Linked DNA regions of Mus musculus: all the other regions are linked to region 2. A link is a contact called in public Hi-C data. All regions are on one chromosome and are shown on one strand. Each heading gives the region's core, a stretch centred on a gene start, on an enhancer-like site or on the middle of the called end of the contact. The rest is flanking DNA. Distances are from core to core; before and after follow the strand shown.

Region 1 (4,089 bases), core at 1,134-3,633, 620 kb before region 2:
AAAATAAAAGAGAAAAAGAAGGAAGAAAGAAGAGAAAAATAAAAAGAAGGGAGGGAAGAGAGGTGAAAGAAGGCAGGCGGCAGGCCAATGGTGTTTCTTGCTTCCGTAGGGCGGCACAAAACAACCACAGCGATCCTGCTGTTTATCCACATTGCATATTTTGTTTTGCATAGCATTTTGCAGCGGAAGGTATTTTATTGCTTCAAACAAGTTTGCAACCTCTGAGATGAACAAATGATCTACAAGTCACCGTCTGGCTCCATGAATCTTCCCTAACCCAGTTGCAGATACTCCGTGCCCAGCAATAACTCCTGCCACAGAGCCCCCTCGCTCCTTATATTTTCAGGGATCTGCATGTGTCCCGTATGAATTAACAAAGACAGCTGGTACTTGACAGGAGTCAGAGAAGCCTTTCTCAGCCCAGTGAGTCTTCTTATCTGCCTGGCCTTGCACCCAGTGACGGAAGCAGGCAGTGAAGCATCCCACAGTTCACATGTGGCCAGCAATGGGCAAAGAGTCCTCCTTCTGGATGCAATGAAAATGTTTGGCGAGAGTCTCAAGATGAAGAAATGAGTTAGAACCTGAAATTCCATAGCTGTCCAATGCCCTGGCCCCAAAATGGCTGAAAAAATTTAAACTGCTGGTTTATTTTCTCCTCTCTTAAAATTACTGTTGTTGTTGTTTTTTTTTTTTTAATTTAATTTTCCTACTTAACGTTTTCCCAGCAAAGCCGTTGAACTTTTTTTTTTTTTCAGACTTAACCACAGGATGAATTTCTCTGCATTAATGAGCAAAAATGAGCTGACAAGATGAGGCACATCCAAATGGAAAATAAATAAATAAATAAATAAATGGCCTAACCATACCATAGGAATGCACCGGATGGATGGATGGATGGATGGATGGATGATGTCCCCAACGCCATACTGTGTTTCACTTGGCTTCACACATGATGGTTACTGTCTCCTATCTAAGGCCTGTGGCAACTTCTAATTCCCCCTGAAAAACGTCTTTGGAAAACCAACTTCTGATGACATTTCTGAGTCTCTGGATTGTCTCTCCTAAGGAATCTAGCTAAAGCATGATCACTTAGGACAGAAACTGAACACAAAAGGATTCCCTGAAGGCACGGTGATAAAAAGGAGAAATAGAGTTGGCTGTTTACTCCAGTGCAATGATAAACTCTGCGAAGCTTAGGTACTTCTAGCTCAGCTTCTGACTTGTGTAGTCACAGACATCTGGCCCCCAGGCCTGTTGGATGGATGGAAGGTCACATTGCATGTCACTATGTAGGACCCACCCCCAAGCCTGGGGAGAGCAGCTTCCTTGCAGTTGTTCATTTTCCCCATGTAAGGAAAGTCGTCTTTTAAAAACCATGTGTGGTGTAGCATTTTCTATTAAAGAAAGGAAGGAAAGATGGAGGGAAAGAGGGAGATAGAGGAAAAGAAGAGAGCACAAGAGAGGAAAGAAATGAAGGAGGAAGGGAGGGAGGGAAGGAGCGAGGAAGGAAGAAGGGAAAAGAAGGAAGAAAAGGAAAAAAGGAGAGAAGAAAGAAAGGAAGTAGGATGGAAGGACAGAGGAGGGAGAGAAGGAAGAGAAAGAAGGGAAGGAAGTAAAGAAGAAAAGAAGGAAGGAAGGGAATAAAGGAGAGAGAGGGGAAGAAAAGAAGGAAGGAAGGGAGTAAAGGAGAGAGAGAGAGCCAACCCAGGGCTTAATTTTCTGCCTTTGCGTCTGCCCAGCTTCACTCCAGTTGGTTCTCATTTGTGGCAATGTGTACTTTGGAAGCAGAGCTCTCTGCCTGCCTTCCCGTTAACTCCCACCACCTGGGATATGTTATTTTGACAGGGGCAGGGATTCTGATGCTCCCACTCTGCACTGTAAAAACAGACTGTAAAAGAGGTCATCTTTTGGGGGGAGGGGCTGGAGGGGTTGTCTTGCCTGAGCCCTCCTGTAGGACTGTACTGGGAATGCAAAGCCTGGGATCCAGATCCACATACCCATCCAAGAATTGCAAACCCCAGACTCATTTGGGTGGGGTGATGGCTCTCTGAAGCTGTCTCCTCTGTTTGCATCACTTAGGGGGTGAGTCTAATCAAGATGGGCTGTGTGAGTTCAAAACAGCTGGAAAGCATTACAGGTCAAAAGTTGAAATCAAGTTAAGAACAATCGGAATGTGCAAGCCTGTTGTTTCTAATCTCTGCTTCTTCCTCCAATCCGTTCAGTTCTCCTCCTGGAATGGAATGTTTTGGTCAAGGCTGGTGTTGACTTGTGGGCCAGTGAAGGTGTAGTCATGAAGCCAGCATTGAAGAAGTCAACAGGAGGACAGCTTATATTTGCTAGGAAAACAAAGAAGGGGCAGACTCCAGGTGAAACTAGAAAGAAGGCACATATAAGAGACAGAGATATTAATGCTGGAAAGATTACTGCAAACTGTCCAAACCCCTTCCCTACCTACAACTGTGAGAAACAGAACCAGAGACATGCACGTCCATCTCAAAATCACACAGCATTTAATGGCTAAACCTCATGAGAGCTTAGCATAGGTGGGGGACTGCCATGACTTAATACAAAGAGATGAGATTTTCCTAGTCTATTGACCTTTGGCTGATAGAGCTTCTTCTGTTCTTCAGTCACTGGTCCACATCTCCTCTTTGCCACTACCCTCTTGGTGTAGTCTCCTTTCCCACTTTTGAGTCTGGGTTCTTGCTGTCCTTGTGTTATTCTTTTTTTTTTTAATTTTTAATGATTTTTTTTTTGCAAATTTCACATCATGTACCCCAATCTCACTCATCTTCCCATTCCTTTGTACCCACCCAAAATAAGATACAAAGAAAAATCTCATGGAAGCTACAGTGTGTCACAGTATGTCCCACACTACACCCTTTTGTTCATACACCTTTATTTGCAAATGTTCATTTCAATAAATCATTTTTCTATCTATTTAGAGGCCTCTAGCTTGTGCTACACTATCAATACTCTATCCTCATGGGGACTCTTTTCAGATACTCTGCTGATGTCCTATGTCATAAAGATCTTGCAGCTTTGGATCTGCAGGACCAGTCCTTTCCCCCATCCCAGCAGATCATAGATAGCGTAGATGTTGAGGTGGGTCAACTTGAAGCTCTGGATCTGGGCCTGGGAGGTAGCTGAATTTGCCAACTCACCAGTTCTCCTGTACCACTACCACCAGAACAATTTCTCTAGTGCTGCCCAGGCTAGCTCACCCAGTGCCACAGAAGGCAAGGGGCAGAGTCCACTCTCCAGCTCTCATGTCCTCAAGGCCAGCTCATGTGTGCTTTGTGAAGGAGGGCATCTCTTCCTCACCTACCCCACCCCATCCCATGGCAGACCAGGGGCAAGGCCAACTCTCCTGCACTCTTGCCCACAGGGACTACTTTCCTGAACCCCACCACCAGGATCAGCTCTACTGGGCTGCCGAGGTGAGGGTACAGGGCCTGTTCTCACTCTACTGAGTGCTGGAATGCATGAGCCACAAGGCCAGCTTTGATCCTCTCATGATTTTGGTGCCAGCTCACCTGCCTGGCACAGGCTGTACAAGGATGGTGGGAAGGAGGGCATCTCTCCCTCACCCGAGCCACGCCACTGAAAGATGGCAGACTAGGGGCAGGGCCAGCTCTCCAGTACTCACACTCTCAGGCTAGCTTACCTGCTCCCCTGCTGTCATGGGCAGCTCTATTATCCTACCCAGGCAAGGGGTAAAGCCAACTCAGCACGGTGCCTCATGCAGCAGTCTGGACTAGGGACATCTGCATGGCTTTTGGTGGTAACACAGGCCTGGGACGTCAACATAGATCACAACTGCTGTAGGGTCACAAACCTAGACATAGTCCCCGGCAGCAACATGAGCCCAGATGTCCCTATGACCTAGGGCGACAGTACAGGTCACTCAGATGAGCATGTCCCCCATGACAGCACCACCTTCAGATATTCACATGGTTTCTGGTGGCATCTGCTTGGCCTTTGGTGATAACTCTGTCCACAGATATCAACACAGACCCTACCTGCAGCAGGACCCTTGGTGGCAGGCCAGGCCAGGATCTCACCATGACCTCCTCCTCATCGCTGCCT
Region 2 (3,821 bases), core at 265-2,764:
GAGGCAGGAGGATTTCTGAGTTCGAGGCCAGCCTGGTCTACAAAATGAGTCCAGGACAGCCAGGGCTACACAGAGAAACCCTGTCTCAAAAAAAAAAAAAAAAATACAAATACAAATTTAGGAAGTAGCAATGAAATGACTTTATGGTTGGGGGTCAGCACAACATGAGAACCCCCATGTTGTATTAAAGGGTCAGCATTAGGAAAGTTGAGAATCATTGTTCTATGTGGAGTGGCTGTTTGTTGCTTATGACCTTGAATTCTCACGAATTCATGAGATTATTATTGTTGTTGTTGTTGTTGTTGTCGTCTCTTTTTAATGGGCAACTAGTATGTAGTATGCTGAGCCCTTTCTGCCCACCAGGCACTATACGGACTGTTTTCTGTGTGTGTGTGACCTTGACTCCTCATGAGCTCATGAAATGAGTGTCATTGCTGTGATTGTTGTCTTTCGCCTTTTAATGAGCAACTGGTGTACAGACCAATTAAGCAACCTGCCCGTGGTCAGTTGGCATGTGAAGGATCTGCTGTCCCCGGGGACACAGCGTCAACCACGCAGGGAGACAGAGAGCAGCCTCAGATGGCGATACTGAGCTGTCTGGAAGATATATTTTTAAAACGTATTTTTAGGACGAAGCAAGGTGTAGAAGAGTCTGTATAATGCGCTGTATTTTTAAAGGGAGACATATGGCCGTACGTGTTTGTAGCCTCACAGTATGTAGAAAGCTGTGCAGGAAGCCCGTGTACTAATTGTTGCCTGGGGGAAGTCTCTGGGAGGCCAGGGTTGGGGTGGGGGAGAGCCACGCTTTTACACTCTTTACATTTTTTATATCTGCCTTTAAAAAATATGGATGTGTGGGTCCCCTGTTCGGCATTTCTAAATTATTCTCATTGCTCTGTCAGCTTCTTGCAAACACTGTCATAACAGGTTCCTCGGGAGGGCCAGGAGGAAGCAGGTGACAAAGGAAGACCTACATCCCAAAGATGGGTAGCAGAGGGCACAGCCTGTGCTCTGTGGTCCAGTCTCCTTCCAGTCAGCCAAGGCTTTTAGGTCTTTCTTGTTATCCTGCCCTCGGGTAGGAGACTCCTTGGGAAGCACTAACCTTCTGTAGCTCACTACTGCCTCCCCCAGGCAGAGATGGACAATGGCTACCAGTCATCACTTGTCATTTCAGGTTTTTCTATGGGCCTTTGCCCTGTGCTCTTTAAAAGAACTCCACCTTTTAAAGAGCACAGGGCCCACCCCAGTTCCACATTCACCTGCCCACCCCAGGTCTCTGCAAGCTACCACTCAGCACTTGCGGCCAGGAGTGACTCCTCTCTCCTGCCCCTTCTCTTAGCTTCCCAACCATCTTCCCTCGGATCCAAGGACTCAAGCCCGCTGCACCTGCTGGGATTGGATGGCACTTCCTCGTCCACGTCGGAGGTTCCTCTTGGAGCAGCAATCTCTAGGGTCAGCCTCGCCCTGGGTGAAACGTTAAAATGCAAGCTCAAGACCCACCTCTCAGAGGCAGCTTGCCTCAGTGGTCCAGAGCCACCTAAAAGCGCACATATTTAAGCGTCCTCTATCCCCATTCTGGAGCAAGTGTCAGGTGGTCTCCAGAACAACCCAGTCTGGTTGGAACTTGGAAATCCCTAAATTCTGTTCCCTCCTAGGATGGGGCCGAGGCGGGGCTGGAAACAAAGCTGTTAGACGGAGGCTTCTAAGTTTTCACCCTGTGTAGGCAGCAGCAACTGTAGAATGGATCTGAGGGTGGGAAAATCATGCTTTAGAACAAAGGTCTCCTCTGGAGAAAAGACACCAGACTCGAACTAAGTCCTCAGTTGGCCAGCAGTAAAAGATAGGAAGGGGGAGGAGGTATAAGAGAAAGGTGGGAGAAGCAAAAGAGAAGTTGCTTTCTCTGTCAAGACAACTGAAGGGACCTAATTGAGTTAGGCACCAAGTTCCAGGACCCAGTGAGCCCAGGAAGAGAAACCAGGAGACCTGGAGCTTCTGAGTGGCCACAGGGCAGCAGGCAGTGCCACAGAGTCACTTTCCAGACTCGCAAACTGAGGCCAGAAGGTACCGAATCTCATTAGAGTTCCCAACTGTGACAGCATGCATTGGCGGACGGGTTGGAATGTGGACACAACACAGAGGCCAGTCGGAGCTGCTACTAGTCAGCGCTCCAAGAGGGGCGGCGGCAAGGCTAGGCTGGCAAGGCTAGGCTCACCAGGCTGGGGAGGCTGGAGAACGGCCGCGTGACCACAGCGCCCCCTGGCGGCGGCCGGAATCGTCGCGTAGAGACATGCGTAAGAGAACGGAGATCAAGGCAGCCTCAGATATTCACTCCAACTCTAGAGTCTGAAAAGGGTGATATCAAACCTTTTACTGTCGCTCGGGTCACACTCAGTACCATCCTTATGTGGTTGAGGTAACTGAAGGTAAAGAATTATCAAGTCCTACATAGGTAAAACTTAAACATCACAGTCCTGATCCAAAGAGAATAAACGAGAAAAACTAAACTCACTTTAAGAAGAGGCAGCACCAGTAGACCCTAGACCTCAGCTTGTGTGCAAGGGCAAAATCTTGAGACTCCAGCTCTTTGGAGCCTAGCATCGGGGATCAGGTCATGAAGCCAGAGATCTAGTGGGGCTTACCACAGTAAATTGACCAGGGTCAAGGGATGCCTTTTCAAGGCTAGTGGTATGGAGACCCAGGCAAAGCCTGTGACAGCCCCAAGACTTAAAAAGGACGAATATCTGGAGACTCTTAAGAGGAAGAAGGAAAAACAACAACTGTTTCTCACTGCTGCCACTACCCTGAGGAACAAAGCCAAATACTTGCTTCTTAAATCTAATTACTTGTGAATTTCTGTCCTTGACTATATGGGGACTCACCTACCTTTACATACTCAAAATTGAATAGGCATATATCCACACTCAAATGAGTTCTCCCCTTTGTGATGTGTGGCTAGATCTTGGTGCAAGGCATGCTGGGGATTTTGTTTCTGTGGAGCAGTGAAGACCGAAATACTATAAAAACTGGCAAAAAGTCATAGGCAGGGAGGGGGGGGGACACCTCTGAAAGTCTTCCTAGAATAGGCTGTTCCTCCTCCTAGCCCCAGGGTCTGGTCACTGAAGCTCTCCCTGCTTGAGCTGCTCTGTGCCCAGTCCTTCCAACCAATAATCAGACTCTTCGGTTTTCTCAAGGAAGCTTCCCTGAGTGCTGTGCAAAACTCTAAAGCAGGGGATCAAGGGATGGTTCAGTGGTGAAGAGCATTTGTTCTTATAGATGACCAGGTTCAGTTCCCAGCACCCACAGGGTGGCTAACCACCATCTGTATCTCTACTACTAGGGGATCTGACACTAGGCCTACATGTGGCACACATGCATGCATGAAGGTAAACCACCGGCACATTATATATGTATATGTACATATATACATGTATATATCTAGAAGAAGAAGAAGAAGAAGGAGGAGGAGAAGGAGAAGGATGAGGAGAAGGAGAAGGAGGAGGAGGAGGAGAAGGAGAAAGAGAAGGAGAAGGAGAAGAGGAAGAGGAAGAGGAAGAAGAAATGAGGAGAAGGAAGAGGAGGAGGAGGAAGAGGAGGAGGAGGAAGAAGAGAAGGAGGAAGAAGAGGAGGAGGGGGAAGAGGAGGAGGGGAAGAGGAGGAGGAGGAGGAAAAAAAGAAAAAAAGAAAGACCCAAGGCTGCCAGATCTAGGTAGCTTACGTGGGGTTCCCAACAGGCACAGGAGACACAAGACTGAGGGTGAAATCTCAGGAACAGGATTGATGGCCTAAGAGGTAATGACAGAAGGAAGAAAAATATCTTCAAA
Region 3 (3,883 bases), core at 1,236-3,735, 710 kb before region 2:
CACTCTTGGGGCATGGCAGAAACATGGAGAGGCCAAATAGTTAGGGGGCCTTTGTACAGCTCCCCTGTGGTCCTGCATTAGACTAGCAGACTCTAGCCCATTTTGAGACAAAAGAGACCCAACCATAATTAAATAGTCATAGAAATTCCTCATAGCCTTCTGCTTTTAAACATTCAGAAGGACACTAATTAGGTGGGAGCCCTTCCCTGCCAAGCTCCCCAGCACAGAGAGAGGGTTGCCCTCCAGGATTCCTCTCTAACTAGCAGTAGTGTGTGACCCCCTCATTGATTCCCTAAATTGTGTTTGCCCCACTAATAAAGCCTAATGGTGGGAGCCAGCAGACTGCCTGCCTCTCTCCATCCAGGGGACACTGCTTTCCCCAGTGTGCACTGCTGGGCATGAATGACCCTTTTGTCTTCATTGCAAATGTTTTGGCAGGGCTTCTGAAAACAGTAGCGAATGAAAAACCACATGGTTCTAATTGTTTTCTCTGGGATCACACTGATTTCCTTAGGGTGTCCATCTCACAGGGGTGGAGCCTCTGGTGCCTGCAGATCTGCCTCTGCTGTAGACCTTTCAGCTCATTCCCCAAAACTAAGTTTTTAGAAGAAGTATCAAAATATACACAATTGTTCTAAAAAGGTATTTGTTCTCTGCTCAAGCTCATCTGGGTAAAAGCCACACGATGATTTCACTCCTGGTTAAAGGAGACACTAAACCAGTTAAAGACACCTATCTTGGGTATGCTACTAAAGCCTTCCAGAGAGACTTACAATGGGAACAGACAAGCAACCAGAGGTAGAAGGAAGAAAGGGAAAGGGGTGGAGAAAGTTACCATTCTTGCAGTGTGCAGACATTTCTTTGGATGCTCACCTTGTCACCTATATGTGGTTAGAGTTTCTCAATGGTTGACATTTTTTGCTAGGATAATTCTTTGTTCCAGGGTCTTTCCTGAATATTCTGAAGTGCGTATCAGCAGCCAGATCCCCTCCACTAAGTGCTGGTACTAATGTCCCATCTCTTGCAACTATCAAACATGTCTTTGATTTTGTCAAATCTCCCCTCTGTTGGAGGGTAGAGTTAGGAGGTTAAATTCTTCCATGTTTAAGACCCACTGAAGTTGCTGGATGAAAAAGATAATAATATTTGCAGAAACATTCAAGTGTAAATTGGTATGGGCATTGGCAATTATGAAAGACATTTTTGGCTTAGCCTAACATTACCTCTGTGACTTCTGCCTGACTCCCAACACTGTCCCTGACTATAGCATAGAGCCAGGTATGCGAAATATATGAATTAAACAGTAGGGACTGTGAACATCATCCTTGGGACTTCTGGCTGGAGCACTGTTTCTACTTGCACATCTTCTGCACTTGGTTAGTACAACTCATATCCACCAACTCTGCAATTTCCTGCCTCCACACTTTAGTCCCAGGAACAGCAGGAAGTGGGAACTCTGACTCTACCCATGACCCCTTGACTCCCACCTGGGGTGCACACATGCCAGGGGCTGAGGAAGAAGGAGGATTCCCACAGAAAAAGAAGGCTGCTGATATTTTAACAACCATATTTGGCAAGCCATTGACCAGTCAAGGCCATAGGTCAGATTCCCAGCTCTGACATTCATCTTCATGCAAAATGAAAGTCCTTGTGGTGCTCACAGATAACTCAAGCCTCTAGTTACACCCTGGAATGGATAAGATGTATCGGCAACCTGGATGTCCCCAAAGTTCTTCTGCATAGAATGGTAGATCATACACATACCATTGCTATCCTTCTTCTCAAGTCTCAAGGCTATACTTGCTTGTTTTCACAGATTGCTGACAGCAAGTTATCCCCACTTGCTTTCCACTAGCAACTCTCTGCTCCCACCTTTATGATCCAGTGACATCTCCCTGATGTTTCCTTCAAACCAAGGTTTGCAGCAATGGCCCCACCATCCTGCTGTAAAACCAGGCATGATTCCACAAGCCTGTAAGTCCAGTACTTCAGCACTAAGATGAGAGTCATAAGTGAACTGGCCAGTTAACTCACACAAAGCTGAGTCCAGCAATAAAAGGCTGTCTCAAACAAGGTGGAAGGTAAGCAACAACACCCAAGGTTGTCTTCTGACCTCCATGCATGCACCATATATGGACATATTTGTACTCACATGAACATACATTCATCATACAGAGAGAGAGAGAGAGAGAGAGAGAGAGAGAGAGAGAGAGAGAGAGAGAGAGAGAGAGTTTCATTCCTGGAAAATGTAAATGCATTGAACCATGGAGTTGAAAATACAACTGCAGTCAAAATGAATAAATCTGCTTCGGAGTAGTGAAGCATGCCTGTGATCCCAGCAGTCGGGAGGCATGGCCTCATGTGGCCCCAGCAGTCACCAAAGCAAGACCCTAACGAGATTTCTCAGGCTTGAAACAAGGAACCAGCTATACTACAGCCTCTGTAGCAATGAATAGGTTTGTGGCTAAAGAGAAGTAAAAGGAGAAATGCTGAGGGCTCTAGGCACTCTATGGCCAGCCAGACTAACATTCTTGGCTACTATCCCTAAGTGTATTACAGAGATTTCACAAGACCCTGTTTATTTCTCCTTTGTCAGGGAGTGTGGGGGTGAGAGTCGAGGGACGCATGTTCTTGGCTCACAAACCAAGTGCTTTGTTTCCTTATCATTGCACATAAAATCAGAGTAAACAGGCAAAAACAGTGCTGGTGGAGGAAAGGAGAGGCTTGTTGGTATGAGCCAGGCTTTAGCTTAAATCCTGGCCCTGCTGCCCACTTACAATCTGTGTAATCTGGGAACAGATCATTTAAGTCCATTAAGCACCAATATCTTCCCTCATAACTAGATGTAACCCCTTCCTCATGGATTATGAGTGCTACTGTTCCTACATTCAAAGCCAAATATGAGGGTTACTGCATGATTCCCACTCCATACACTGAGCAAAACAAATCCAGATATCAACACCACTAGTGATGTTACCAATACACCTCAGCCTATAATTTATCCTTCGTCTTTGAAAACAAAATCAAAATGAAAAATGATTGCTTAGGGAAGCCAGCTCATGGGGACCATATGTTGAAGCAAGCCATGGCAACATGCCACATCACAAACCAAACCCTAGAAAGGAATTTGAGTCTTCCTCCAGTGGGCTGAAGATGCTTGCTTGTATCAGGGAGGCTACTGGGGAGAAACTAGGACATAAAACATCCAGAGTTGTATATAAGTACCAAAAACAAAGGAACGCACTCACTGGGAAGCCTAGAGAATTGGAAATAGTTACAGGCCTGTGCAGGTTTAGGAAGACATACTAGCTATGAAACCCTTTGACAAACAGAGCAGAACATTACTTAGAAGGGTATACATTTCTCTCCTGCACTGTGAGCTACCCCAGCCATGCTGTTTTCACAAGTTTACTTTATCTTTGCAATAATTGTCTTGGTTCCTCCATTGTCCTTGATTTTACTCAATACTTGACAACCACAGCATCTGGAAGAAAGTATTGCTTTCTGCTTACAGTTTTATGGCACAGTTCATCGGAGTTGAGAAGTCTTGGTGGCAGGAGCATGAAGTGGTTGGTCACATTGCATCTATAGTCAGTACATGGAGAAGGACAGAATAGGTGTCTGGGTTTATCCAGCTTTCACCCTGGGACTCCATTGGAATAGTGCCAGCCCACATCAGGGTTGGTGTTCCTGCTTTGATTAACCAACACCTAAAACTCCCTTGTGAGCATTCAGATGTATCTCCCAGGTAAGTGTAGGTTCCACCACATTGGCAATCTCTATTACCCAGCATAGTAACTTGAAGATATGTCTTCTTACCTCCTTATCCTTTCCTTGTAAGAAATTGCCACCTAAAGTTCATATAGCCAAAAAAGTGACTTGA

The links. Hi-C and Micro-C count contacts between places; a contact is called where the count stands out from the background.
Region 1: a contact with region 2 is called in a Hi-C map of uterus, with 5 times the contacts expected there. The contact joins two enhancer-like sites. A contact is called at or near these places in 1 of 15 datasets of contacts at CTCF or cohesin (the NIH/3T3 cell line), 17 of 484 Hi-C or Micro-C datasets (adipose-derived mesenchymal stem cells, cerebral cortex, embryonic fibroblasts and 7 more), 5 of 115 datasets of contacts at active chromatin or transcription factors (the NIH/3T3 cell line, astrocytes, craniofacial prominence and 2 more) and 1 of 9 other capture datasets (embryonic stem cells).
Region 3: a Hi-C map of uterus shows a contact between it and region 2. The contact joins two enhancer-like sites. A contact is called at or near these places in 1 of 15 datasets of contacts at CTCF or cohesin (the NIH/3T3 cell line), 2 of 484 Hi-C or Micro-C datasets (both in uterus) and 5 of 115 datasets of contacts at active chromatin or transcription factors (the NIH/3T3 cell line, astrocytes, craniofacial prominence and 2 more).

What each region holds. Positions count from the first base shown.
Region 1 is chr8:103,407,353-103,411,441 of GRCm38.p6, forward strand. No RefSeq gene overlaps it. Among named protein-coding and RNA genes, the nearest start is that of 1600027J07Rik, 62 kb to the left of the region's middle. Within about 2 kb of position 2,384, at least 54 of the 459 cell types and tissues checked have an H3K27ac peak or open chromatin away from gene starts, as enhancers often do. A contact at or near this core is called in adipose-derived mesenchymal stem cells and uterus, where this site is marked.
Region 2 is chr8:104,026,602-104,030,422 of GRCm38.p6, forward strand. The region is part of intron 1 of Gm32728 (a long non-coding RNA gene); the gene reads right to left. Among named protein-coding and RNA genes, the nearest start is that of Gm32728, 8.2 kb to the right of the region's middle. Within about 2 kb of position 1,515, at least 61 of the 459 cell types and tissues checked have an H3K27ac peak or open chromatin away from gene starts, as enhancers often do. A contact at or near this core is called in adipose-derived mesenchymal stem cells and uterus, where this site is marked.
Region 3 is chr8:103,314,431-103,318,313 of GRCm38.p6, forward strand. It overlaps Gm39234 (a long non-coding RNA gene), which reads left to right. Exons shown (of 3, transcript XR_879135.2): 3 at 1,817-2,163. Among named protein-coding and RNA genes, the nearest start is that of Gm39234, 20 kb to the left of the region's middle. Within about 2 kb of position 2,486, at least 30 of the 459 cell types and tissues checked have an H3K27ac peak or open chromatin away from gene starts, as enhancers often do. A contact at or near this core is called in uterus, where this site is marked.